2 separate regions of the Zea mays genome follow, and region 1 is linked to region 2. The links are chromatin contacts, called in public Hi-C maps. All regions are on one chromosome and are shown on one strand. The core of a region is the stretch at or near the end of the contact, and the rest is flanking DNA. Distances in the headings are between cores, read along the strand shown.

Region 1 (2,700 bases), core at 148-2,647, 350 kb before region 2:
TGCCGCGGCTATCAATGCCACATTTACGGTCCAGGGAGGGATGGAAGGGGTGATCATGTTTTCTATAATGTTTGATGAGAGTCACACGGAGATTTGTGAATTTTTGGTGGCAACGTAGTTCTAAAAAATCGAAGGGACGTTGTTGGCCTACCTCATCCTACTTTAACATTAAACCAGACACACCCTTAATAAAACCTCTCACGCCAGGCCAACGGCGGCCTCGCCGGTGCATCCAGACAGCGGTCCAGCCACTGAAGCTCCCGTCGGGCATCCCAGGCCGTGCCCTGCCTGCCACGTGTCCCGGCGTTGAGCTTGGCACGAGCGGCAGGGAAGCGCATTCAATGGAGGGAGAGCGAAGTCTGCGTGGCAAGTAAATAGGTGTCCCAGTTCGGAGGTGGACTTTCTTCCCCTGGCCGTTGTTCTAGAGGATCGGCGATGGAGCGGGATCGACACCGCCGCGTCGTCGCCCGTCGATTTAAATGCTGGGGGGAACGGCCCTTGATTTGCCTGAACGGATCGGTAGGATACAGATACGGGGCCGTATAGTATACGTGTGGTGAATTGAATTGTTTAAGATTGCGTGGTCCAGATGGCACGCGCGGCGTTGCCGTTTGTGCTGTGAGTGAGAGCGTTAAGCTGGCGAAGGTTCAGCATTTCGGCTATATCACCATTGCGATGTTTCTCGCCAGGGGTACAACAACTACAAGCGCTGAATCGCAGAAAACAACATCGCGGAAAGCCGTTATGAAACGCATCCCGAGAGAGACTGGAACCAAAACTATTATTATTATTATATATAATAAAACCCCGGCGGTGACAGCGATCGCTTTTATTTGGAACACTTGGTAGGTAAGATAAGGCCCCGTCCTCCGTTTGAGGTGTGGGACTCCCCTGCTACCAAGGGCGGTGATCCGTTGCAGTAGGGTTGTTTGTTGTAGTAGGCCTTCAACCTTGTCATCTTCCATCCCCCCGTCCCTTTTGACGCCAGTTGATTCAGTCTCATCTGCCCAAACCGAACGGGGGGGGGGGGGGGGGGGGGGGGGGGGGGGGGGGGGGGGGGGGGGGGGGGGGGGGGGAGTGCAGTCACGGTCATGGCTCTGATCTGATCAGACCCCGTCTTCATCTTGACACGTACATATCCATGACAAAGAAAAGCGTTGGTTTAATTTGGTAGCAGCAGCGTGTCCAGATCCAGACCACTCTCAACTAAAGGACAAGGTGAGCGTGCTGCAATCTGCTCCGCATCGCAAACGGCCAAAAGGTCTCTGATAAATCCTTTCGCCCTTTTTTTATTGTTTTTTTGCTTGGCGTCCAGACAAAACGAGACATGAGGCGTTCGTTTGGGCCCATCTGATAACTGCTGGCTGGCTGGCTCGCTCGCTGCTGCTACGTCGCTGCGTCAGCGACCTGGGCTCGCTGCCAAGTCCCCCCCACCCCACCAACTCCAACAAAAAGGCAAGTTGGACTCCAACAACAGGAAATGGCAAGTTCTTCGCTATCCCCAGCCCATAAAACCCTCTCGACGGTGCTCCCATCGTCATCAGCTTGTCGTTGCCGCAAAATGATGGCCGGTTGTTCATCATGCATGATCATCACACACACACACACAGGTTCCTTGCTCATGCATCCAGAGACTTCCCCTTTGTCATGCATGTCCAGACAAAGTTTCAGTTCCTCCTCCCCCTCCCTTATTGTATTAACTGCTACCCAGCTTTGGCTGTACATCGATTTGGCAACAGGGCAAGCCGCCACTGGGATCGCGTAGCCTTCTAAAACCATTCGAAACTGGTGAGGACCAAACACTAGCCAAATCCAGATTCCAGACCAAACACTAGCTAGATTTCGCGACATGCATCACGACCGAAGGCAACTGATCTCGGCGCCACACCTCCAGCGTGTGGATGCAGTGCAGCCATGAGGCAGATAGATGCAACGAGATCCTCTGCCGTAAGCTCCTCCGGGCAGCACAAAGCACGGGCATCGTCATCCTGTAGGCGGTGGCGCATCCGGCGCGACGCTCGTGGAGAGCTAGTAGCTAGCCACCAAATAAAGGACTCCGCTCTCGATCGGCGCCGCGCGCATGCATGCTCCACAAGCTCTCGTGCCCCGCGCAACTTCGCCATGCCTAGGAAGAATGGCTACGTAGGCTGGTGATACCGAGTAATGCATGGCACTGTCAGAAACGTGCTCTTTATCGAGTGCTCGAGCTTTGCCGAATATAAAATCATGGGCACTCGACAAAGAATATTTTATCGAGTGTCACTCTCAACGAAAAATAACGCTCGCAAAGACCGGACCATTTTTGCCGAGTTGAACCAAAGACTTTGGTGCTCGGTAAGTACCATCGTTTTATCCAGCGCCAGAAGAACGTCCGCCTGCATTTATTCATTTGAGCAATGTCCCAGCCTCAAATTGGTCAGCAACTCTCTCCCCGCGTCGTACCCCCGGCTGGCTTAATTTCCTCGTAGGGTTCCTTGATGAGAAGCGAGGGACACCGCTGCCTGTGCAGCCACCTGCATGCATGCCAATCGAACCGACGCATAGCGAGTCCTTTGGCAGAGAGCTTACCGAAACTGTGCAATCATGAGGATCGAAATTCTTCCTTCTTGGAGGTGGAAGAACGTGTGTTGGCGTCGCTCCCTTCCTCGCTCTTTTTCCCTCCCCCACGACCAAGATTATCTATCTATCTCCATCCGGTAG
Region 2 (2,700 bases), core at 73-2,572:
AGGTCTAAATAGAAAGAAAAACAAGTGACCACTGAAATTAAGCATGTTTGTCTCTCCATTCTCGCTTCCCTCTCCTCTCTAGCTTAAGCGGAGTGCGGCGATGAAGCTCCGTTGGCGTTGTCCGTGTGGTCGGCGGTGACGGTGGGCGGCGAGGAGGAGGCGGCGCCGTTGATGTTGAAGCCGGTCGGGGACGATGTGAGGACGGGAGGGGGAGGGGTGAGCCTGGACGGGTTGAATGACGGTGCAGCAGCGCCGGCGTTGGCGCATGGGGTTTGGAGGAGCGCAGCAGCGCCTGAGGAGGCAGAGACGCTGCGGCGGGCGCTGTGTCCGCCCAAGAAGTTGTGCTTGTTGTTGTGCATCCAGACCTTGAAGACGCCCTTGCCGACGCCCATGTCGCGGCACCACTCGTCCACGACGGCCTCGTCGCGCTTCTGCAGCCGCCACCCGAGCCGCTCTGACAGCTCCTGCATCCGCTGCTTCTGCTCGGCGGTGAACTTGGTGCGGAACCGCTTCCTGGGCATCGCGCCCCCGGGAGGCGGCGCGCTCGACGGCGTCAGCTGGGCTGGGGCCAGCCTCTGCGCCGCGGCCGCCACCGCGGCGCCAGGACCAAGCGAGAGCAGCATGTGCTGGTGCGGCGCCGCCGCCGGGAAGTATGACGGCGGCGGGGGTTGCTGCGCCACCGGCGCCGGCACGTGGTGCGGCGGTGGCGGGGACACTGACCGCTCCTCGTCGTACTCCGAGCCCTCCGAGTCGGAATCGGGGTCGTCGGCGTCGACTACCCCCGGGTGGCGGTCCTCGGGCGTATCCTCCCCGCCGCGGTGCGTCTGGCCGTGCAGCACGCTCGGCGGCGGCGGCGGCGGCGGCGGGAGCGCCAGCGGCGCGGGCGCAGGCTGCGGCGGGGAACCCTCCACCGTCCGGCGGTGGAAGTTGCGGTGGCACCCGCACGCCGCGCACTTGAGCGACGTCGGGTCGGCGGGGTTGGCCCCCGGCGAGGGCATGAACTCGCCGCACCCGTCCACGGCGTGCCCGCCCAGGCTCGCGGCGTGGTTCTTGAGGCACTCCCGGTACAGCGGCTCCCCGGCCGGCGCCACGGCCGCCGGCTTCGCCTTCTTGAAGGCGGCGCCGTTGGGGAACATGACGGGCTTGTACTTGACGTCCATCGCTTCCATGCGCGCGGCGCCCCCACTGGGCTTGACTGGTGGGTAGAGACGGGGAGAGAGGGAGAGATTACCTCTAGCTCCTAACCCTGGGCTTTAGCATGGGACGACGGTCGACGGGTCAAGGGAGGTGAGGAAAACAACAGGTAAGGACGTAAGGTCCGTAAGGAGGCGAAGGAAGGACGAGGGCGAGGAGATAAGCACACAAAGGGCGGTAGCAAGGCTAGTCGCTTGTGATTATCGAGAGAGTGAGAGAAAGTGTGAGCTCTGCGCCTCTGCCTCTGCAGGAGGGGGAAAGGTCGAAAGGAGAAGGGGACGAGCTCATTTTAGGGAGTGTTCAGTTTTGGAAAAATCCTATAGGTACCATTAAATTTTTATACTTATTTATTATGTGTTATTGAATGATATTTAGAGGATATTTTGTGCACATGTAGGTCCAATATAGAGATGGCAATAGGTACTCCAAGTCCGAAAACCGACGAGTTTTACCCGATATGAAGGTATGTACGAGATGATTTCTCTACCCCACGGTTATGTTAATGGGCAAGAACATGTATCATTGTCACTATAACCATCTAACAGAGTCCATCTTAGCTAAAATAAAACTCTTCTTTAGCTATCATTTGTCTAACTACCAAGTTACGTAATCATATGATTTGTTATATGTGAAGTTGAACTTGTTTTTGTATGTTTATTTAATATTTCGAGTGATTGGTATATTGGAATTTAAGACTTTCCTAGCGGGTACGGGTTATCCAAGGGGTAAAATTACCCGCGCGTGTATATATATGGGTAAGATTTATACCCGCAAGCATATATGGGTAACCTCACGAGTAGAATTTTTTTATGGATATGAGTATGGAATGGTACTATCTGACGAGTATATACCTGTTGTCATCTCTAGTCCAATGACACACAATAGATTGGTATAAATTTCGATGACATACATGAGATTATCCCTTTTAGTTTTCTAGGCTAAAGTTTTTTGGTAATGTTAAATGTTTGAATATTAAATATATACTTAATTATGTTTAATCAATCCATCTTATCTTTTAGTCTTTATCTGTAATTAGTTTTATAATTAGATTATATTTAATATCCACCATTCAAACATTCAATGTAATATGGACTAAACTTTAGTTAAGTGAGACCAAATATCCCCTTAGTCTGTCTCCAACAGCTTACCCATCATATCTCCTATCACATCTCATTTTAAAATTCACTATATGAACATTGCAGTCTAAAATGCAAAACAGTGTGAACCAACAGCTTACCCATCGTATCTCCTATCACGTCTTATTTTAAAATTCACTATAGGACCATTGCAGTCTAAAATGCAAAACAGTGTTTTACATGTCACACCCGGGTTTTAGGGGTCCAAAGCCCGGGCGCGAACATAAACACCAGGTGTGCTGGGACCAAGTCTCACACATATGATGCATAGTGGCACAGGATCGATTGTCACATCTTTACTATATAACAGGAGTTCTATACAAAATAAATAAGTAATTACATTATAAGGAGACAACGGTCCAGCAACCCA

What was found. A called contact is a pair of places that touch in the nucleus more often than the background predicts.
Region 1: a contact with region 2 is called in a Hi-C map of ear, with 3 times the contacts expected there. The contact joins the enhancer-like site here to the promoter of LOC100284323 in region 2. A contact is called at or near these places in 2 of 25 Hi-C or Micro-C datasets (ear and endosperm).

Annotation. Positions count from the first base shown.
Region 1 is chr2:186,503,313-186,506,012 of Zm-B73-REFERENCE-NAM-5.0, reverse strand. No RefSeq gene overlaps it. Among protein-coding and RNA genes, the nearest start is that of LOC100193730, 9.1 kb to the left of the region's middle. Within about 2 kb of position 1,397, at least 20 of the 20 cell types and tissues checked have an H3K27ac peak or open chromatin away from gene starts, as enhancers often do. A contact at or near this core is called in ear and endosperm, where this site is marked.
Region 2 is chr2:186,151,255-186,153,954 of Zm-B73-REFERENCE-NAM-5.0, reverse strand. LOC100284323 (ZF-HD homeobox protein) reads right to left here and starts at 1,322. Exons shown (of 1, transcript NM_001157218.2): 1 at 1-1,322. The coding sequence starts at 1,169. The coding sequence ends at 84.